2 separate regions of the Sus scrofa genome follow, and region 2 is linked to region 1. The links are chromatin contacts, called in public HiChIP or PLAC-seq maps. All regions are on one chromosome and are shown on one strand. The core of a region is the stretch at or near the end of the contact, and the rest is flanking DNA. Distances in the headings are between cores, read along the strand shown. Region 1 overlaps ANXA6 (annexin A6). Region 2 overlaps CMBL (carboxymethylenebutenolidase homolog).

Evidence for each region. HiChIP or PLAC-seq counts read pairs in DNA pulled down with a chosen protein or histone mark.
Region 2: a contact with region 1 is called in an H3K27ac HiChIP or PLAC-seq map of alveolar macrophages. The contact joins two enhancer-like sites. A contact is called at or near these places in 2 of 47 Hi-C or Micro-C datasets (retroperitoneal adipose tissue and skeletal muscle) and 1 of 2 datasets of contacts at active chromatin or transcription factors (alveolar macrophages).

The regions. Positions count from the first base shown.
Region 1 is chr16:71,913,164-71,916,341 of Sscrofa11.1, forward strand. It overlaps ANXA6 (annexin A6), which reads left to right. Exons shown (of 27, transcript XM_005672613.3): 27 at 157-560. The coding sequence ends at 216. Among named protein-coding and RNA genes, the nearest start is that of TNIP1, 33 kb to the right of the region's middle. Within about 2 kb of position 1,423, at least 12 of the 83 cell types and tissues checked have an H3K27ac peak or open chromatin away from gene starts, as enhancers often do. A contact at or near this core is called in alveolar macrophages, where this site is marked.
Region 2 is chr16:72,187,584-72,191,270 of Sscrofa11.1, forward strand. All of the region lies in intron 1 of CMBL (carboxymethylenebutenolidase homolog), which reads left to right. Among named protein-coding and RNA genes, the nearest start is that of CMBL, 19 kb to the left of the region's middle. Within about 2 kb of position 1,493, at least 2 of the 83 cell types and tissues checked have an H3K27ac peak or open chromatin away from gene starts, as enhancers often do. A contact at or near this core is called in alveolar macrophages, where this site is marked.

The sequences.
Region 1 (3,178 bases), core at 173-2,672:
CCAAAGCCTTGAAGCCAGGCTGAGAGCTTAGACGTTTTCCCAAGGAGAGTGGGCCCACAGGAGGGACACTCCCAGGCCATCGCAGCTGGGGGCAGGGACATTGAGGCCATCAGAGCCGTTTCACTCACTCTGCTCTTCTCCCTCTGTCCCTGCCAGGGCGACACCTCCGGGCACTTCCTGAAGGCCTTACTGGCCATCTGCGGAGGTGAGGACTAGGACCAGCAGCGCTGGCGGGCACCTCTGCCAAGAAGGGGTCAGCCACACACTCGCCTGATGACCCAGCCTGATGCTCCAGCTCCAGAGACTAAGGGTGGGGGAGGGGTCAGGGTGGGCTCTTATCTTCGGCTGGGGTTCAGGAAAGGCTCCCACTCCCACGATCCCCAGAGGGCCCGGCATGGTCACTCCTGCTCAGTCTGAGCGACGAAAGAACCATAGCCATTGATCCTGTCCCCTCCCATCTGCCCCCCTCACGCCTTCCCAGCTTCTGCCCCTTGTCACAGCCTCTGCCCTGGTTTGGGCTTTGTCAAAACCAAAAACATACTGAGCCTCTGTCTGTGAAGTGAGTGACGCGTGTGCTTTGCCTGGTGAGGTGGGGTGGCAGGTGCGGTTCTGGGGGAGGGAGGGAAGGAGGAGAATTGGCTTCCAGCCAAATGACAGTCCCCCCACCATGTCACCCCCCCACCACCACCGCTGATTAGAGCTCTGAACCAGGAGTCCCAATACCTGGGTTCACATTTGCATCTGCCACGTGTTTTCTTTGTGACTCCAGGCCAATCTCTTTCCTTCCCTGCGTCTCTATTTTCTTCTCCACAAAACGAGAGAGCGCAATGAAAAGACCCTGCCTTTTCCTCTAACAGTGACATTCTAGGATGTGCCTCCAAATCACTCCCTTTCCACTTCTCTCTTTATTTTTTTCATTATTTATTTACTCGGGGTTTTTTTTAGGGCCGCACCTGCAGCATATGGAGGTTCCCAGGCCAGGGGTCGAATCGGAGCTATACCCGCTGGCCTGCGCCGCAGCCACAACAATGCCAGATCCAAGCTACGTCTGCAACCTACACCACAGCTCACAGCAACGCCCGATTCTTAAGATTCTTAACCCACTGAGCGAGGCCGGGGATCAAACCTATGTCCTCATGGGTATTAGTCAGATTCGTTTCCCCTGAGCCACGATGGGAACTCCATGCACTTCTCTCTTTAAATAGTGAGAGACATCCAGACCCATGAACACATTTCCAGGACGGATCTGTGGTTTTGACCGAGAACCTGCAGCCTGGATTGTCCTCAGTAGAGCCGAGGTGTTAACCTGCCCAGGAGTGAATTCCCCTGGGAATCCTGCAGAAGGGTCTGAGCTTGGGTCCAGCCTGGGTCTCAGGTCCCCTCTCCGCCCCCTGCTGCGTAGACGTTTCTCTGTGCACTCTTCATTCATTTCAGCCGAGCCCAGACTTCCTCTTGAACTCTTCAGGGGCCCCGGATTCAGTCGTGATCTGGGGAAGCCCGTGGAGAATCTCCACTTTGTGATGATCAGTGATTAGCAGCAGGTCAGCTGCAGCTTGTGTGTCTCCCTCACCCCAAGCTCTGCTCCTGCTTGGAGATCTCAAGTTAGGCAGCCACCAGAGCGTGCTGGCTGGAGGGCTTTGCTCCCTGTCCCGGCTGGCCTGTCCTTTCCAGTCGTTCAGCATGCTTAGTGTAACTGCTGGGCTGGGAACGGGGCTGGGTCCGTTCTGGTGTGATCTGCCCCGGCCAGGTTGGACCTCGCTGTTTGAAAAAACCCTGTCTTCATCCCTGGTGTAATGAATCCGCAAGTAAGACAGTTACCTTGAGCCTTCCCCACTTCCTTCCCTCCAGCAGGCTGAGCCCAGACCCCGTGAAGGTCAGCTGACAGCTTGTTTGAGTCTTGCCCAACTTAATTTAACTGTTACCAAAGAGAAACTAATAATGCTTCAGAGCCTGGGGGCAGACCTTTGCTGCTAACTGCCCGTGAGCATGCCCTCCCTGAGCTCCCGGGTCAGCCAGGGTCCTGTTCCCCTGTGGCACAGCCTCTGCAGTCAATGAGATGATTCAGGGAAGTGCCAGGCAGGCACCTGCTCAGCTCTGAAGCAGCTGTCGGCACCACCTGCCCTGAGCCAGGCCCCGTTGTAGGAGTGGGGAGGTAGCTCCTAAGATATTTTCTTGAGCTTTGTTTTCAAGACGTCCTTAGCCACGGATCACAGAGGCATCCAAAGACAAATATGAAAGTGCCTTTAAAAACATGCACTAAGCAGGGAGTTCCCATCACGGCTCAGCGGTTAACGAACTAGCATCCATGAGAACTCAGGTTTGATCTCTGGCCTCGCTCAGTGGGTTAATGATCTGACGTTGCTGTGGGCTGTGGTGTAGGTTGCAGACACAGCTTGGATCCTGCATTGTTATGGCTGTGGTGTAGACCAGCAGCTACAGCTCCGATTGAACCCCTGGCCTGGGAACCTCCATATGCCGCGGGGGCAGCCCTAAAAAGACCAAAAAAAAAAAAATACACTAAGGGGGAGAAAATGCTCAGAGGTGGAAAGGAAAGAGCAATGGAATCTGGGGGATACTATGGGATGGACCCATGAAGCCAAGGGGAATTCACATGTGGAGAAAACCAGGAATTTCTAGAATTCCTGGAAACAGAAAGGAGGCTAGCTCCATGTATCTTCTAGCACAGGGGGCGCTCACCCTGTACCAGACACCCTGCTAATCCCTCAGCGTGTAGTTTTCACTTACATTTCAGTCAAGGTGTGTTACGATCTGGAATTGGTCAGGAGGAGATTGGAAATGGGAGTTTGCATCCAATGAGAGAGGACCCTGTACATCTAAGAGTTTATCGTATGACCCGGGGGCGCCTTTGGAGGTTCTTGGGTGGGGAAGGCAAGCAGCAAACTGCATTTAAGGAGAGCCTGGGAAGGAAGGGCGGCCCCTTGGGAGGCTATTACAACAATCCTGGTTACGTCCCAGGTGCCTGCAGAGCAAACCACGTTCTCTTCTAGGAGCTGAGGCAGAGGAGGGAGTAGCCACTAAGGTACCTCATTCATCCATCCCTCCACCCTTCCCTCTCATGCAGCTTAGGCACGGAATGCCTCCTCTGTGCCAGGCCGAGTGGGATGCTAAAGATCTCAACAGCCGGTCGTGGTCCTAAACCTTAAGCGCTCCCCTGGGT
Region 2 (3,687 bases), core at 243-2,742, 270 kb after region 1:
CAATTGAGAAATAGCAGGTGCAGAGTTTTTTTTTTTCCCTCCCCCTTTCTGCCTAAAATTAGGGCATCAGTCTCCTTAATCCACTGGATCGAGACCAGGGATCGAATCCACAACCTCATGGTTTCTGGTCGAATCTGTGAACCACTGAGCCACGACGGGAACTCCCCAGCTGCTTCCTGGCTTTTCACTTCTTTTCTACAAAGTCCTTGTGTACTTAAAGTTGAGAATATGAATTACCTGTGTAAGTGTTTTCTCCTGTTAATTTGACTTTTGTTAGTTACTTTCACAGGCCCGCAGGTGCTGCACCTAAGAGGGTAGGAAGACAGTCCAGGATACCGGTATTTCTCTCAGCACCAGTGCATTTCAACTTTGGCTCCACAGTGTTTTCATTGTAATTCAGTTCTAAACCTTTTGAATTTGGAGTTGCCTGGTGGCCTAGTGGGTTCAGGATCTAGTGTTGTCCCTGCTGTGGTGTGGGTTCGATCCCTGGCTTAGGACCTTCCACGTGCCGAGGGTGCAGCCAAAGGAAAAAAAAACAACCACCAACCTTTTGAATTTTTATCATTTCTTTGTTGTACGAATATAACACATTTTATATAAAATCTTTGTGTTGACTTGTAGGGTGGGTTAACATGTGGCAGTTTTGGAGTTCCTGTTGAGGCTCAGCGGTCCACAAATCTGACTAGGAACCACGAGGTTGCCGGTTCGATCCCTGGCCTCGATCCAGTGGATTAAGGATACGGTGTTGCCTTGAGCTGTGGTGTAGGTTGCAGACGTAGCTCTGATCCAGCATGGCTGTGGCTGTGGTGTCGTCCAGTGGCTACAGCTCTGACTTGACCCCTAGCCTGGGACCCTCCATATGCCAAGGGTTTGGCCCTAAATAGACAAAAAAGACAAACAAACAAATGAAAATTTGTTGCAGTTTTGGAGGCTGTTCACATCGACTTGAAAAGACTGCATATTCTCTAACTGCAAATGAAGAGATCTCTGTCTTCAGGTTCAACCTTCCCACTTTTTCCTTTTCGAGGGAACCTTCTTGAATTTTTTTAAAAGATCTCATTCGAGGGAGCTCCTGTTGTGGCTCAGTGGGTTACGAACCTAACTACTATCCATGAGGACGAGGGTTCGATCCCTGGCCTTGCTCAGTGGGTTAAGGATCCAGCGCTGCCGTGAGCTGTGGTGCAGGTCACAGACACGGCTCGAATCCCAAGTGGCTGTGGCTGTGGTGTAGGCCGGCAGCTGCAGCTCTGATTTGACCCCTAGCCTGGGAACTTCCCTTTTGGGGTGTGGTCCTAAAAAGCAAAAAAGCAAAAAAAAAAAAAAAAAATAGATTTAAAAGGTTTGCGACTCTGTCTCAGAATGAATTTATTTATTTGCACTTGTTGGGGTTTATCTCGGCCACACGATTTCGTGCTCTCTGGTTGGAAGCATGTCCGTGTTCTTCCCCTCCTCCATTCCTGCCTTCTGTTTGCGTGGTCAGGCCTGTTTGGGTCTCTTCCTCCTTTCTGTTCCCTCAGCTCTGCTGCTGCGTGTTTCTTTGGGCCGCTTCCTCCTGGCAGGCTCTTTTGGGTAAGCATGTCCTCGGTGGGAAGTGTTTTTCCAGCCTGGGTTGTGAACGTCTTGCTCTAAAGTAGATGTGCATTTGTCTCTGCCAGGTGCCCAGGGATGTCACGGCCCAGGGTCCCACTGCTGTGTCGGTTTCTCAGCCTAGGCATTCCTACTTCAAAAGGACGGTGCAGGAGTTCCCTGGTGGAGCAGCTGTTTAAGGATCCAGCATTGCTGCAACTGCGGCTTGGTTTCGATCCTTGACCCAGAAACTTTTGCCATGGGTATGGCCAAAAAGAAGAAAGAAAAGACCGAAAAAAAGGATGGTGCAGGAGGAGTTCCCTGGGTCCTTTATTGTCACTGCTGTCATGCGTGTTCGGTCCCTGGCCTGGGAACTTCCACATGCTGTGGGTGCAGCCAAACAAAACAAAAGGATGCTGCCAATTTGAACTGGTTTTGTTGTTGTTGAAGATTTTACATTCATTTATTATCCAGTTTTATTTTATTATTTTATTTTATTTTCTGTGGTTTCTTTTTTCCTTTCCTGGGCTTCCTTGCCATAGTCCTAGATCTGGTGGGCAGAGTTTTTCTTTTTCTTTTTTTCTTTTTCTTTTTTTCTTTTTGTTGTTGGTTTTTTATTTTCTTCACTAACCATGAACTGTTGAGGACTCAGACATAGTGTGTCTCATGGGGTCCCAGGGCCTCACTGGATATGGACCCCTGAGCAGCAGTTGTGCGAGCGCCTGTCTCTGGGTCTGGCCCTGTTACCGCCGGCATCCTGGCTCCCTCCCAGCTGCTCCTGCCATCCTGACCCTGGTTTTCAGTTTCCTCTTTGGTCCAGCTTGGGGAGTTGCCCCCTCCTTCTTCTGCACTCCATCATTTTAGTTTTTATTTGTTTTTTTTGTTGTTTTTTTTTTGTTTTTTTTTTTGTCTTTTTGCTATTTCTTGGGCCGCTCCCTCAGCATATGGAGGCTCCCAGGCTAGGGGTCTAATCGGAGCTGTAGCCACCGGCCTACGCCAGAGCCACAGCAACGCAGGATCCGAGCCGCATCTGCAACCTACACTGCAGCTCACGGCAACGCCGGATCCTTAACCCACTGAGCAAGGGCAGGGATCGAACCCACAACCTCATGGTTCCTAGTCGGATTCGTTCACCACTGCGCCACGACAGGAACTCCTGTTTTATTTGTTGGTTACATTCACTCAGGTATTTCTAGCATTTGTAATGGATTTTTTAAAAAGTATAGTTGATTTACAATGTTGTGCCAATGTGTGCTGTACAACAGAATGACCTGATCATATTATACATACATTCCCTTTCTTATGTTATCTTCCAACATGGTCTATCACAAGTGATTAGCTATAAGTTCCCTGTGCTATACAGCAGGACCTCATTGCTTATCCATTCTAAATGTAATAGTTTGCATCTGGAATTCCACTGTGGTTCAGCAGTAACGAACCCAACTAGTATCCATGAGGACTCAGGTTTGATATCTGGCTTTGCTCAGTGGATTAAGGATCTGGTGTGGCTGTGGCTGTGGCATAGGCTAGTGGCTACAGCTCCTATTCGACCTAGGAACTTCCATATGCTGCGGATGTGGCCCTAAAAAGACCAAAAAAAAAAAAAAATTAGTTTACATCTACTAACCTCAAACTCCTGTCCATTCCGCTTCCTCCCCACTCCCACTTGCCAACCACAGGTCTGTTCTCTGAGTCCACGAGTGTGTTTCTGTTTTGTAAAGAGGATCATTTGTGCCATATTTTAGATTCCACATATAAGTCGTAGCATATGGTATTTGTCTTTCTCCTTCTGACTTACTTCACTTAGTTTGATAATCTCTAGCCCCATCCGTGTTGCTGCAAATGGCATTACTTTGTTCTTTTTCATGGCTGAGTAGTGTTTCATTGTATAGATGTACCACATCTTAATCCAGAATAGATTCTTAGTAGCCTTAATCATATCAGCCAGAACCAGAAGTTATCATTGATTTTGTGCATGAATATACTGAGTATAGTTGAATTTTTCTTTTTCTTTCTTTCTTTTTTTTTTTTCTTTTTAGGGCTGCACTTGTGGCACATGGAGGTTCCCAGGCTAGGGGTCTAATTGGAGCTACAGCTGCCAGTCTACACCACAGCCACAGC